Linked DNA regions of Mus musculus: regions 1, 2, 3 and 5 are each linked to region 4. Evidence: chromatin contacts called from public HiChIP or PLAC-seq data. All regions are on one chromosome and are shown on one strand. The core of a region is the stretch at or near the end of the contact, and the rest is flanking DNA. Distances in the headings are between cores, read along the strand shown.

What was found. HiChIP or PLAC-seq counts read pairs in DNA pulled down with a chosen protein or histone mark.
Region 1: a FOXA1 HiChIP or PLAC-seq map of pancreatic cancer cells shows a contact between it and region 4. The contact joins the promoter of Cchcr1 here to the enhancer-like site in region 4. A contact is called at or near these places in 4 of 39 promoter capture datasets (the C10 cell line, HPC-7-derived erythroid cells, cranial neural crest and 1 more), 1 of 15 datasets of contacts at CTCF or cohesin (large pre-B cells), 2 of 115 datasets of contacts at active chromatin or transcription factors (effector CD8 T cells and pancreatic cancer cells) and 2 of 9 other capture datasets (liver and macrophages).
Region 2: a contact with region 4 is called in a FOXA1 HiChIP or PLAC-seq map of pancreatic cancer cells. The contact joins two enhancer-like sites. A contact is called at or near these places in 1 of 115 datasets of contacts at active chromatin or transcription factors (pancreatic cancer cells) and 1 of 9 other capture datasets (liver).
Region 3: a BATF HiChIP or PLAC-seq map of CD8 T cells shows a contact between it and region 4, with 5 read pairs. The contact joins the promoter of Clic1 here to the enhancer-like site in region 4. A contact is called at or near these places in 1 of 39 promoter capture datasets (the C10 cell line), 3 of 115 datasets of contacts at active chromatin or transcription factors (CD8 T cells, embryonic stem cells and pancreatic cancer cells) and 1 of 9 other capture datasets (liver).
Region 5: a contact with region 4 is called in a CTCF HiChIP or PLAC-seq map of CD8 T cells, with 6 read pairs. The contact joins the promoter of Bag6 here to the enhancer-like site in region 4. A contact is called at or near these places in 1 of 39 promoter capture datasets (the C10 cell line), 1 of 15 datasets of contacts at CTCF or cohesin (CD8 T cells), 1 of 484 Hi-C or Micro-C datasets (B cells), 3 of 115 datasets of contacts at active chromatin or transcription factors (the SCID.adh cell line, large pre-B cells and microglia) and 3 of 9 other capture datasets (adipose tissue, liver and macrophages).

The regions. Positions count from the first base shown.
Region 1 is chr17:35,515,956-35,518,766 of GRCm38.p6, reverse strand. It overlaps Cchcr1 (coiled-coil alpha-helical rod protein 1), which reads right to left and starts at 1,514. Exons shown (of 18, transcript NM_001372297.1): 1 at 828-1,514; 2 at 484-550; 3 at 175-388. The coding sequence starts at 1,025. Tcf19 (transcription factor 19) reads left to right here and starts at 1,943. Exons shown (of 4, transcript NM_001163764.1): 1 at 1,943-2,008; 2 at 2,337-2,811. The coding sequence starts at 2,652.
Region 2 is chr17:35,555,619-35,558,318 of GRCm38.p6, reverse strand. Cdsn (corneodesmosin) reads right to left here. Exons shown (of 2, transcript NM_001008424.2): 2 at 1,139-2,700. The coding sequence ends at 2,058. Among named protein-coding and RNA genes, the nearest start is that of Cdsn, 4.8 kb to the right of the region's middle. Within about 2 kb of position 1,253, at least 121 of the 459 cell types and tissues checked have an H3K27ac peak or open chromatin away from gene starts, as enhancers often do. A contact at or near this core is called in pancreatic cancer cells, where this site is marked.
Region 3 is chr17:35,048,604-35,051,524 of GRCm38.p6, reverse strand. Clic1 (chloride intracellular channel 1) reads right to left here and starts at 1,282. Exons shown (of 6, transcript NM_033444.2): 1 at 1,039-1,282. The coding sequence starts at 1,077. Gm23421 (a small nuclear RNA gene) reads right to left here and starts at 2,307; the gene lies at 2,204-2,307.
Region 4 is chr17:35,300,522-35,303,221 of GRCm38.p6, reverse strand. No RefSeq gene overlaps it. Among named protein-coding and RNA genes, the nearest start is that of H2-Q1, 19 kb to the left of the region's middle. Within about 2 kb of position 1,336, at least 127 of the 459 cell types and tissues checked have an H3K27ac peak or open chromatin away from gene starts, as enhancers often do. A contact at or near this core is called in B cells, CD8 T cells, the SCID.adh cell line and 3 more, where this site is marked.
Region 5 is chr17:35,134,193-35,137,073 of GRCm38.p6, reverse strand. It overlaps Bag6 (BCL2-associated athanogene 6), which reads right to left and starts at 1,574. Exons shown (of 26, transcript NM_001372261.1): 1 at 1,446-1,574; 2 at 839-959. The coding sequence starts at 946.

The sequences.
Region 1 (2,811 bases), core at 265-2,764, 220 kb before region 4:
AAGTCCAAACATCTATTCTCACTAACCCCAACGCATGTGGTCTATGCGTCGTAGGGGCCAACAATGGCCTATAGAAAAACCACACAAGTTATAGAACCAGGGGCTGAAATGAAGGCATGCGTGTATGAAGGACCATGTGTCAGTCTGAGGAAGAGGTGATTGGCAGATCCCTACCTGCCTCTCCGCCCTAGCCCCTGCCCATCTCCACAGAAATCCTGTCCCCACGTGGTCACTGTCGACCTCTGAGCATCTAGCCGTCTCTCTAAGACATCTTGGCTGGCCGGAGATTGGACCAAGGGAACGTCTGAAGCCCAGGTCGGGGCCATTCTTGGCAGAGTTGGAAGGGGCCGAGCTTGGAAGTGGGAGGGAGGAACCAGCCCAGCAAAACCTGAGGGGGTCACAAGAATAAAGACTGTCAGATTCTGAGAGAGGGGGAGAGGGAAGAGGGAGATGATCCTGGTCTCCTTGACTAGCCTCACTGACCTGACGGTGGCAACATCTTCCTGTTATATGAATCCTGTAGCTCTTGTCTCCAGTCACCTATGTTCCCCTGGACAATAGGAGAAACAAGGATACTTCAATTCAATTTTTCAGGCCACCTTCCAAAGAAAAAGCCCTATAAAAACAAAGTCATAATCCTTAAGTTACTGACAGGTCTATCGGGCTGTACGCTTCTCTTTTCCTACTTCCCTAAGGCACACGGTAACCAAACCACTTGCTTGTCCCAACTACGCTCCTGATAGAATGAACCAGGCAACAACCCTAAGGTAAATTTACTGAGACGAGGCTTCCTTCTACTTACAGGAATGTGGGTGGTGTGCCTTTACCTTCCTCCTTAAGTGTCTACGGTCCCTGCAGCTCAGGACTCTCTGGACACAGTATAAGGAGCCCACTCTCCACAGTCCTTGCCATGGAATGGTAGGGCCGTTGGGAAGCCCATCTAGGCACCATCGAGCCAGGATTTCTGAGTCATTTCCTATTAAAGAGTTAGCCCAAGGCCTGGTCCGGGAAGAATGAGGCCACATGTGGGGTTAAGCGTCTTCCCTAGGATCCCTGAGGAATCGGAGCAGCCGGGAGCCCGTTGCTGGGAAGCCAGCTTCCTGGCAACTCATCTGGGCCTCTCTGTAACGGGCCTCAGTTGCTCTCTATCCCCTCGGCTTCCATTCCCGATGCATCTCTCTTCGGAGTCCTACAGCATCTTCTTTCCCCCACTTCCATCAGAATTCAAGTTTTTGGGTTTTTTTTTTTTTCACTCAACCCCCGCGATTCCTACCCGTTTCTCTTCCTAGACCTAGTATGAGTCTTTTTCGATGGAATTATCTTGGTCGCTCCCTGTCCTGTCTCCCCCACTTCTCTCCCGCACACACCCCGGGCTAATCCCCGTCAGGACCCTGAACTCTGAGGCTGTCTTGACCTCCTCATCTATCCTTTGACCCAGCTCCTGCACCCCTCTTGCCCTGTGGATCCCCTCCGCCCCCCTTGCGCCCCCTCTCAGACTCTTCCCGCCCCCAACTGACTCTCCCCGAACGCCCCTTACCCAGCGCGAGATCCGCCCTCTTGCCACGCCCCTTACACCTAGCACCCAGTCTAGACGCCACACCCAGATCACGCATGCGCGGGGCGGCGGGCTGCTCTACAGCTCCATTTCTCCCTACCGGAAATAGGAAGAAGAAAGGTGCAAGCAGGCACCCTGACGCCCCAAACTTTCTCCGCGCCCTGACGGCCCCTCCTCTCCCCGGGAACCCGGGAAAACGTGCCGGCCAATCAGAAGTGGCGGAGAGCGGGAGATGAGCAACTCCCCCCTGCGCATCGGCCAATAGAGCAAATGGGTGCAACTCAGATGGCCAATCAGAAGCAGCCGGCGGGGGGGCGGGCTCGCGGGCGCGAAGTCGGACCCGGGAATTCCGAAGGAGGAGTCTGCGCAGCGCGCGCGCGCGCCTTCACCCAAGCCCCGCCTTCGGGGCGGCTTCCTTGGCTGTCAAACCTCGGCGGGAGCGCGGGACGCAGGGTACGGAATCCCTTCCTCAGTTTACCCCGCGAGCGAAAAAAAGAAAGGGTGAGATCCACTTTGTTACAGAATTAGGGACCCGTCTGCGCCGCCCTTTGCGGGTGACAGTGGATTCACTTCCCTTAGGGGAACTGATCCGAAGAGCGGGGGTGGGGGGGAAAGATGGAAGGGGTGCGCTACTTGGATTAGAAAGTTTAACCATAAATTCCCTGACTCCAGGTTACACTTAGGGAGAAGACCCGTGTCACACGCACGTTTGTGTACCAGGGCCCCTTCACCCCCTCTGCCTGTTCCCAGTTGCGGTTTAAACTAGCTTTGCCTTGCACAGATTGTCGGAGGCTCCCGGATGTTGAGCCGCCTGAGGATCCGGCTTCACTGAGGTGCCACAAGACGTCTTCCTGGTTTTGCATCGCATCAGGACTTTACTGGAATTGCTTTTTAAACCTCATCTTGACAGCCTCTGTCTTGGTGCATATCCAGGCCTCTGGCGCTCTGAATCTGCACTGCTTAAGTTGGCATTAGGCACAATACTTAGCTGTTGACATCAGAGAGAACTGAATTGAAGCCCACGGTGCATGACCCAGGAGTAGGAGAGGGAATGGACTTCTGAGGTGGGCAAAGTGGTGCAGAGGGGGCACCCCCCATGCTGCCCTGTTTCCAGCTGCTGCGTATAGGGGGCGGCAGGGGCGGTGACCTCTACACCTTCCACCCCCCGTCCAAGTCTGGCTGCACCTATCGATTGGGCTGCAGGGCCGACCTGTGTGATGTGGCCCTGCGGCCCCAGCAGGAGCCCGGCCTCATCT
Region 2 (2,700 bases), core at 4-2,503, 260 kb before region 4:
TCTTGAGACAGGGTCTTGCTATGTAGCTCTGACTCTCTTGGAGCTTCGTAGACCAGGCTAGCCTCGAACACACAGATGCTTACCTGCCACTGCCTCCCAAGTGCTGGGATTAGAGGAATGTGCCACCATGCTTGCTTTGGCTTTGCCCACATGTTTAACGTGAACTGTACCAGAGACTAGAGGAGTCCCATGTAAATGTTAGCTTCTCCTGAGGTTCTCACCCTTGGAGACTATGAGGGCTGTGCCTCCTGGCACTGTCTGGACCAACGACTCTTTAAATATATATATTTATAAATTATATATATATATGCATATATATATGTATATATACATATACATATATATATATATATATAGTTTCATGTATATGAGTACACCACTGTAGCTGTCTTCAGACACACCAGAAGAGGGCATCAGGTCCCATTACAGATGGTTGTGAGCCACCATGTGGTTGCTGGGATTTGAATTCAGGACCTCTGGAAGAGCAGTCAGTGCTCTTAACCTCTGAGCCATCCAGCGGACCAGTGACTCCTTAGTAGACCTTGAAGCCTGACTTAGATCCCAGGGCATCTGTGGTCAGTTCAGGGTGAAGCCACTGTGGACTGGGCACCTGCTCTCTCCTTCCTAACGGGAGGGGGAAGGGCCGGACATGAGGGCAGAAGTGAGCCTTGTGCATGGAACGAGGATCTTCCTAGAGGGATACACACACCCTTCTGTCCTTCCCAGGCTAATGTCTGCCACAGTGCTCTCACCACAGAGCTTGGGCTGAGGAGGTGACACTGTGGCTTTGTCTATCACAGAACCTCATTAAGTAGGCCGGTGAGTCACCTCTCACGCTAGGATGTTTTCTCTCCCCACCCCCAGCTCCCAGAACACCCAGGCTCCTGCTCAGTCGTCAGGAATCTTGCCTGGCCTGGTCCAGCGTCCCAGAAACTCAAGATCGGCATTATGGCCTCTCAGAGATGACGGAGTTTAGAAGGTGAGGCTCACTCATGGAGAAGGCTAGGCGGGAGAGGAGAGAATGAGGGCTTTTTGGAGGGAAGGGAGGACTCCAGTGTCCGTGGGAAGCACAGAGGGGACAAATTTCTTGGAGGTGAGACAGGGAGAGGAAGGATCTGGACAGCAGGCAACTCGGTTGTCAGCTCAATCAATATTTATTGTTTTCCTTCTCTGTGGGAGGAGGGGTAATATAGGAAACACTGAGCCAAGTTATGAATGGAAATGGGAGACGTGAGCCCTCTAGAGGCACGGGAGGTGTACTACCAGACCCTCTAGAGGCACGGGAGGTGTACTACCAGGCCCTCTAGAGGCACGGGAGGTGTACTACCAGGCCCTCTAGAAGCACAGGAGGTCTACTACCCAGGAACTAAGAAGAGACCTTGGACCCCAAGAAGGCAAATAGTCTGCACAAAGTCCACAAAGTTTATTGAGCCCTGTCTAGGATCCAGAGGGAACTGGGAGTCTGTGCCAGATTCTGTGGCTGCCCTGGGGCACACACACACACAGAGTAACATCTGTGCTGTGGATGAAGCACAACCAGGCAGAAACCGACATGGAGAGCTGGGGAAGGAGAGGCACAGGTGTGCTGGAAATGGGTCTGGTAGGGTGTGGTGAAACTCATGATGAATGGTGGGAACCCAACAATTTAGAGGGCTGACTGAACGGATGGTGGGGGGGGGGGGGTCGCTGAGACATGCAGTTTGGTTCTCAGGCGATGGATTGGACTTTGCCTTATTTGGCAAACGGGCAGAAGCATGCTTGACTTATCCAGGCACCCAAGGTTGAGGTGTGCGTTCGAGGACTTCCCAGTCAAAAAAGTGTGTTTTAAGGCAGGTAATCGGACAGAGAGAACACCCCAGCAGCATGGTGCAGAAGCACCAGGAAAAGACGAGGAGGATGGAGTCCACCATTTGGAGTGTTGAATAAAGTCAAGAGCATCATCCGGCTAACCGCAGCATGTGAGGCAGCTCTCCCGGGGGGAGGGCAGGAAACTGGGCCCCTGGACGTCTTCCAGTTGGGAGGTGACTGGCAATTGGAAAATAGCTGGCATGCGTGACTTAAGACTTCTCAAGTGGCTCTCCCTGTGGCTCTCCCTGTGGCAGAGAAACTTTGGGATCCATTAACTGGGGTCCCAAAGGCTTCACTTGGGTCAGAATGTTGCGGATGGAACGGCAGGGCACTCTTCCAGGGCTGTTGAGGCCACAGAGCTTGACACCCACGGAGGGGACAGGCTGAGGAGAGCCATTCAGACCACCATTCAACGGGGAGGAGGGAACAGAAAGGCAGGGGTAACCCGAAGAGGTAGATTTGCTGCCGCAGGGCTGAAGGACGATTTTGCCAGAGGAGAGGGAGGAGCTTCCCCCACTGATGGAGCCGGTGCCTGGTGAGGAGCAAGGACCCTGGGAAGGACCACCGCTGCAGGGGTGGTAGGAGGTACTGGAGCTGCTGGAGGTGATCTGAATTCTCGTACCCGAGCAAGGGCCCTTAGAGCTGACAGAGCCAGTGCCACAGGGCTGAACCCCGCCAGAGCCCACGGGCTGGAACGCAACGCCCACTGGGTAGCCACTGGAACTGGAAGAGCCACGGCTGGGGATGATGGGGTTGCTAGAGAAGTACTTGCCCTCAGAGACTGGGGGCCCAGCTGCAAAGGAGGGGGCCCCTGGCGAGCCCCTGATAGGGTTGTCCTTGGTGAAGTAGCCC
Region 3 (2,921 bases), core at 33-2,532, 250 kb after region 4:
GCTCACTGGGAGAGGACCTGCCCGGAGAGGAAGGGACGTGCACGGGGGTATGGGGAAGGGTGGTGCCGGAGGGGACAGGCCTGGGCAGAGGAGGAGCGCGGCAGCCAGCGGTTTCCGAACCCAAAAGCCAAAAGCCTAGCACCAGCTTGCCTTGACCACACCCACAGAGAGGATAGTGTAAAGGGGGAGGGCTCAGGGGGAGGGGGCTTTTTCTTCCAGCCCGGTATCAGCCCGGCATTTACATCTAACCCAAGGAGTCTCCTGTCCCCTTTGGAGCTCTCCTCTCCTCTCTTCATAAGTAACTACTGCTAAACTTTAATCTCCTTCCTGCCTCAGCTGGGGGATAGTCATCTCAGCCACTGATTGTGCTGCTTCTTCGTGAAGGCTCTTTCCTTCCACCATGCGACACACTCATCCTTCAACCCTACCAGATTCTTATTCATTCTCTCTCTCTCTCTCTCTCTCTCTCTCTCTCTCTCTCTCTCTCCTCTCCTCTCCTCTCCTCTCCTCTCCTCTCCTCTCCTCTCCTCTCCTCTCCTCTCCTCTCCTCTCCTCTCCTCTCCTCTCCTCTCCTCTCCTCTTTTTCTCCCTCTCTCCCTCCCTCTTTCTCGCTCTCTCCCCACGTTCTCTCTGCCCCATCTTTCATTTTTCTCTTTCTTTCATAGGGCCACACGTCGTAGCCAACTCTCCTGACCTTCTCGAACCCCACCACTGTCCCTTTCTCGGTCCTTCTCTTGTCTGGATCCCCCTGGATCCCGCACCGAACCCCATTCACTCTCTCATTCCTGAAACTTTACCTTTCTCCCCTTTAGGCTGCTGGAAACCTCTTCTATAAACTTCCCAGGGCGAGTCTAGCACTCCCATTACCGTCTCACAAGTCGTGTCTGCCCGCCCACCCTGCCCCCAGCAAAACAGCACCGGGGCTGGGAGTGGGGTCAACTAGGAAGGGGTTGGGGAGTTTGAGCTGGAGCCCAGGAGAGGGGAGGACTGACTTGCAGAAATCCTGAGAGTGGCCAAAGAAAGAGAAAGTGTTCTTACCTTCACGAACAGTTCGACCTGAGGTTGTTCTTCAGCCATGGTTGCGTCGGGGACCAGGAAGCAGCCGTCGCTGGGGGAACTGGGAGGGGCCGGGGCAAGGGAAGGCGGGTCTCACGGTCCGGGATTCTCTCCTCCAGACTCAGGGCTGTCCCTTCGGCGCAACCCAAGTCCGATCAGACCCTTTAGTTCGCTCCAACACGGCTTCCCCACAGGCCCAGTGCACCCCACACCCAGCTGCTCCACCTCGGTCCCTCCTGTTTAGCTCAGGGAGCAGCTGACTCACCGGCCGGCCCCGCCCTGGACCTGGGGAGGGGACATGAGGGGAGGGGACACGGGGATCGTGGGAGTGGGTCCGGGACTGAAGTCAGAGGTCTCGGGATCCCAGGGATAAGGTGTTAGAAGGGAAGTCCGGGGGCTTCCTCGATTCCCTGACCTCTCCTAAACACAGCAGCATTTTCGTGCCTCAGTTTCCTCGCTTCGTTAATGAGAAGGGTGGCCACTATCAAACAGGGAAGCTTGACACTAGCGAAGTGACCACGGAGGTGCAGAAAGGGAGTTTGAGGATGCAAGGGTTCTGCGTTTTGTTTTGTTTTGTTTTGTTTTCAGTTATCCAGTCAGTCTTCTGGTTTGCTGGGACTGTGCTCTGCGTGTGTGGAGGGGGATCGGGAAGGAGATAGTGAGCTGAGGACTACAGATTGGCAAAGGGCACTCCAAGACACAGGCCGCCAGAGGCCAGGAGGCCTGATGCAGGGGAAACAGGAAGCTGAGCCCAGGCTTCACGGCAGGGGGCGGTCCTCTGGAAGCCTGGCCAAGCTTAGACTTTCCCCAACCCGGGCCCCTTACCCTCCTCTCAATGGTGAATGTTGCCTTGGAGACTTATCCTGGTTCTAGGATAGCACTGGGCTCATCCTGGGGTGGGTGGGGTAGCGACTGGTTCTATCACGGGAAGAAAAAAAGGAAAGGTCAGACAGGTCAGTGTGAGCAGAGTCTTGGGGGACATCTAAGTAAATAAGACGGGGGGGGGGGTGTCACTTTCCCTGGGAGGCCTGATTCTGGAGGGTCTAACTTTAGTATAAAGATAGAACTTTACTACCTATTTTTTTTCACTTCAGTATCTTTTAATTACCCACCTATACAAATGATTTTAGATAAAGCACAGGCAAATAAAAATATGGAATGCCTTACAAATTTGCGTGACATCCTTCCGCAGGGGCCATGCTAATCTCTGTATCTTTCCAATTTTAGTGTGAGTGCTACTGAAGAGAGCTCTACTACTCGTGTGTGTGTGTGTGTGTGTGTGTGTGTGTGTGTGTGTTTGTGTATTTTGGTTTTTAGTGACAGGGTTTCTCTGTGTGGTTGAGGCTGTCCTGGAACTCACTCTGTAGACCAGGCTGGCCTCAAATTCAGAAATCCGACTACCTCTGCCTCCCAGGTGCTGGGATTACAGGCATGCGCCACCACTGCCCTGCCTACTACTTCTACCTTTTTTAAAAACAAAAACAAAACCAGGCATAGTGGTGCACACCTTTAATCCCAGCACTCAGGAGGCAGAGGCAGGCAGATTTCTGAGTTCGAGGCCAGCCTGGTCTACAAAGTAAGTTCCAGGACAGCCAGGGCTATACAGAGAAACCCTGTCTCGAAAAAACAAAAAACAAAAACAAAACAAAAAACAAAAAAACCTAAAATATGTCTGCCAATATCTAACCTCCACACTCTAAATTTCTCTACTATCGACTAGCTTTCTTTTCTTCTCAGTCTAACACACACACACACACACATATACAGACATATTTGAAGAAAATATTCTGGACTTGGAAAGACAGAGAGGAAAGACTGGGCTGGAAACTGAAAGAGGCAGGGAGGGCTGAGGTGAATTGATGCAT
Region 4 (2,700 bases), core at 87-2,586:
TGACCCCCAAAGGGGTCATGACCCACAAGTCCTAGAGTGAAGGTACATGCTTGACCAAGTTGTTTGGTTTTTGAGACAGGGTTTCTCTGTGCAGCCTTTGTTGTCTTGGAACTCTGTAGACCAGGCTGGACTCGAACTTAGAGACCCACCTGCCTCTACCTCCTAAGTGCTGGGACTGAAGGTGTGTGTCTCCACAGCCTGGCAACCTTGACCAAGTCTTGAACAAAAGCTAGGCTGGTTTGCAGACCTGTAACCCTGGCTAATTAGGGACCAGAAGCACTGGATGGAAAACCTGCTTCAGTTACAGAGTAAGTTCAAGGCCAGCCTGGACCACGTCTTAAAAGTAAAGGCTGGGACACAGCTCGGTGGCAGGAAGCCGTCCCTAGGTCCCATCTACAGCGTGGGGGAAATTCCAGGTGAAAGATGCTGTCAAGGGAAAAAAAGAGTAATTTGAGGTTATTTCCTTTACCCCATTCACTTCCCAGGGCCTTGGCTGGGGGCCTAAGTCCACCCAGACCCCGTCCCAGGCATCCATGCTCCTTTCTCACTTGTTACAACTTTCCCACCTACTCCACCACCCCCTTCTAGGTGTCAGACCTGGGGATCCCAGGCTTCTGGTTTTACCTTATAGCCCCGGGTGTTCTGGAACTTGCTATGTGGTTGAAGAATGCAGAGATCTGCTCTCCTGAGTTTTGGGATTGAAGGCATTCCCAGAGAAACCCAGGACCCTTTCTTTGTGTGGTCACATCAAGCTCAGCCGGTGTGTAGTTCAGTGAGGACACGGTCAACAGGCAGGAAGCCCTGGGGTAAATCCTGGGCAACAGCAACCACAAAAGGAAAAACAACTAATGCTCTGCTGTGGCGGGCTGTGCAGGGGATACCCGGTTTCTTAGTGTGGCCCTTCCTCAGTGTGAGCTGGACAGCTTCGCGGGCTTGTGAAGCTGGCCAGCAGTTCCTGAACTCTGCAGTCTGCAGTCTGGAGGGACATTTGACATAGAGCCCAGTCCATCTCCAAGATTCTTGGGAGCTGCGATGCGGAGCACGGCCGCCAGGGGGCAGCAGGACACAGGAATAGGAGCGGCTCCAGTTCCTGATCACCTAAGTGGCTGTGAGCTTTGAATGCTGGGAAAGGTAGGGAGTTGTGGTCGCCTATGCCCTCTTCATACCGAAGCAGCCAGGGATTTTCCTTTCAGCCCCAAATCCTCTGGTTTGTGGTTTTCACGGGTCCTTATGATCTTCGGACTGAAACACAACTTCTGAGCGAGATTACACCTCGGCTCCTCTCTAGATTGTGACTCAGCACCAACTCTCCAGTCACAGTGACATAGACACACACACACCATGGCATGCTGAGGTGAGGCATGAGGATCAAGTTGTAGGTGGGAAAGGTCAGGACTGGAGAGATGACTCAGAGGTTGAGAGCATTAACTGCTCTTCCAAAGGCCCTGAGTTGATTTCTCAGAAATCACGTGGTGGCTCACAACCATCTATAATGAGATCTGGCGCCCTCTTTTGGTGGCTATAGACATATGCAGGCAGAACACTGTGTACATAATAAATTTTTAAAATAAAATAAAGAATTCAAGGTCCACCTGAGCTACAACAAGGCATACAGCACAAACAGCATAAATGAACGAACACACAGGCTCCATAGACCAGTAGCATCAGGGGCCACTCTGTAGAAGGAATCACCCTTCCCTGGCTGATTCCCTAAGATCATTGTGTACACATCATTAGATGTACACGCCTACTGCAAGGGTCCCTAGAGTGCTGATCTAGGTTTGGAGGTGTTCCTATGCGCTGTAGTGACCCCCAATACTGTTCAGGTATCTCTTTCTTTACAGAAATCTTATTTCCCTTCATTTATTTTTCATTCTTTTAAAAAATATTTTTATTTATATGGGTGTTTTGCCTCCATGTATCTTGCGCGCGCTCAACTGGCCAGGAAGAACGACGCTGCAACAGGATCCTTCTGCACACGTTTATTGGGAGAGCTTGATTGTAGAGGCGAAAAGACCTCGAGCCCAGAACTGGTGCTGCTTTTATAGGCCTAGGAGAGGCGTGTCTCACACCCGGATTGGTTATGCACTATGCCTCATTTGCATGTTCCTCATCTGATTGGCTACTCTCTCTCAGTACCTCACAGAGCCTCATTATCATAACTCATTTGCATGTCTCACATCTGATTGGTTACTCTCTCTCAGTACCTTACAGAACCTCATTATCATACCTCATTTGCATGTCTCACATCTAATTGGTTATACTCTCAGTACCTTACAGAACCTCATTATCATGCCTGGGCCAGGCAGTGTCTTTGCAAAAAACTTTACTGCATATGTACACATTGGTTGTTTGTCCAATTTTATGCGTGGTGGCCAGCAGTAGTCAGTGCCACTCAGCAACGGCACATGTGGCTTCCCACACATGTATGTCTGTGCCCCACAAGCATGGAGTTCCCCAGGCCGCCAGAAGAGGGCACCCTACCCATCTAAGGCTGAGTTACAAGTGGATGAGAACTGGAACTGAACCCAGGTCCTCTGGAACAGCAGTGAGCATTCTTCACCTCGGAACAATCTCTGCAGCTCCATAATTTTATTCGGAAGTGACACCATTTTTATTTTTATGCCTTGGCTCTCTGAGATTCTTTTCTCTGCAGCACAGGGCCTCAGTCAGGCCTGAGCCTCCTAACTCCCCTGCAGA
Region 5 (2,881 bases), core at 325-2,824, 170 kb after region 4:
AACTGAAATTCCAAGCTTGGAAAGCAGAGACAGGAGGATCATGAGTACAAGACCATCAGTTCTAAGACATTTCACTATGTAAGAAAAAAAGGACCAAGCCAAGTCAGATGTGGTCCTCTGTTATAGTGCATATAATCCTAGCACATAGACGACCACATAGACGACGAAGGCACAGTGGTCAGAGGCCAAAGTTAGCCTGGGCTATAGGAGATCCTGTGCCCACCTCCCGGAAAGACATTAAGTAATTCTTGGTAGGGCCAAATTAACTATCACATGTACCTACAGACAAAAGTCTATGTGGCTTTTTAAATATCTGCTTTAAAAACCACAAAAATGACCTCCTCATGGTGGTTGTCTCAAAGAATTATGCAGTGGCCACAGTGCACTAAGGTCAGGAGGCTCAAACCATGCCTCAGCTATTGACAAGTCTACTTCACAGTGGATGAAAGCAGGTTTCCTTAATCTTATAAAAATAGTACCAAGCTGTGAACACTCTGTTTAAAAAAAAAAAAAAAAAACCCACACCAAACTTGTCTGAGGTCCCTGTGACACACCATTCTTGTCCAAGGTGCCCCCTGTGTTGTGTCTGGTCCCAAAGGCCAGAGTCATGTCTGTCTCTTTGGGCTGGGGTCTGCACAGAACAGGTATAGATCCCTCCTCTCTACTTTCCTCTTCACTGAGTTCTGTCAAAGTGAAGACAGACTCCAAATCGGCCTCACTCAACAGTAACCACATCCCCTCACTCAATAGGTACATCAGATGTCCTATCCAGTAAGGGACAAAAGAGTCAATGACAAGAAAATCAGGCGCATCCTTCTACAAAGTACTGGTGTCTCACCTGGGCCCCCACAATAAAAGTCCGAGTCTGAGAGTCCAGGGTCTTCACCAGTACCTCCAGGCTGTCAGGCTCCTCCATAGCGGTACTGGCACTATCACTCGGCTCCATGGCCGACAGCTCTCTAAAGAAGAACGAGGGGGGGGGGTTCGCTGTCGGTCGCACTGTATTTTATACACCCGGAAGCCTCTCTGGACCCAATCTCCGCCCCAATCCCTTCAAAGTTTCTCATACACAAGCAGATATATTCATCCTCCTTCTCATCCCCCCTTTTTGATTCGGGGGCACAGGAACAGAAACACAAAGGGTAGGAGATCGACGGCATAGGGAGATGAAGGACGAGAGGTGGGAGGGGCTCCACCATGCCAATCACAATAGGGAGAGCCAGTTGGGCTAGGAATCAGGGAAGCAAGCACGAGACCGACCAGAGGCCAGTGTCATCACCGGTCGCGACCGAGCAAGCGCCCGAGAGATCGGGAAATCCTAGGACAACGCGAGGGGTGGGGGGAGGGTCGCGCTAGACTCGGCAGAGAAAAGTGGCTTCGCGCACGCGCAGCACCACAATCGAACCCGCCTAAATCACCACCGACCCAAGACCGCGGACACTCACGGGAGGCTGGACGGGCTCGCTGACCGCCCCCGCCTTCCGCCTCCGCCTCTCCTCGGTATTCCAGCAACACGACTTAACCAACACGCGACCAAACACATACAAACACACATACACAGCCCACCACCCTGTGGCTCCGCCCCCGACGTCCCCACGGTACCGTCACTTCCGGTCTCCCCCAACCTGGCACCAAGGGCCACTTCCGTTTCCCCGATCGTATTTGGGGGGATCTCGAGGCGGTACTTCCGGCTCCCCCAGTCTCCCCCGATTTACTTTCGTGGGGCACGATGAGAAAGTCCACAGCCCCGAACAGTGAGTTTCTGGGGGGCGAGACGGGCCCGGGCCGGCCGAGATGGGAGGGAGCCGACCACCCGGAGGAGCCGCCGCCGCCGCCGTCGTCGCCCGGGGGACCGCACTGCGCCTGCGTGAGCGGCGCCACGCGTGCGCACACTCTAAGTACTTCCCCGCCCCCCTCCGGCTATGTGCGTTTCTTCCCTGCGCGCGCCAGAGTGCAACCGGACCGGGGTGGCTACTGGAAACGCCTAAAGAAAAATGACTGAGTGAGATGCTGTAATTTCCTCGAGAAAAATTGTGAGACTTGTGTGGAGTGCACCTCGTTAATCAACGTCCCATCTTGATGGTCAGAGACGTTTACAGGCACAATTCTAACTACCTAAAACTCTGCAAGACCTCTGGTCCTCCCATCATTTCTGTTCTTCCGGAAGCCACTCTTTTTCGTGGACGGCTGGTGGCGTTCCGCGGGCTGTGTTTGCTTGTGCCCGACTCTAGTTCCTGGCGGGATTAGGCCGGTTGGGCTCTTTGCAGACTTTGAGCATCCTGTTTATTGAGATCTCCGAGGGAGTGCCATGTTTAAGGATAAAAAAAAATTCTATTGCATTTTTTGGTTTTGAGACATTTCTGCTGCTTTTTAAGAGCTTTGTAGAAAAAAAGAAAGAAAAGAGAACGGGTGCCTTGCGGATCAGATTAAAGGACAAGACTTTAAGAAGGGACCAAGGGAATGGAGAGATGGCTCAAGAGATGAAGAGCACTGTCTGCTCTTCCAGAGGTCCTGAGTTCAATTCCCAGCAACTACATGGTGGCTCACAACCATCCGTAATGAGATCTGACACCCTCTTCTGGTGTGTCTGAAGACAGCGACAGTGTACTCACATACATAAAATAAATAAATCTTTAAAAAAGGAAAAGAAAAGCCGGGCGTGGTGGTGCACACCTTTAATCCCAGCACTTGGGAGGCAGAGGCAGGCGGATTTCTGAGTTCGAGGCCAGCCTGGTCTACAAAGTGAGTTCAAGGACAGCCAGGGCTACACAGAGAAACCCTGTCTCAAAAACAAACAAATAAAATAAAATAAATAAAATAAAATAAAATAAAATAGAAAAGAAAAGAAGGAAGAAAAAGAAAGGGGATTGAAAGGCCCACC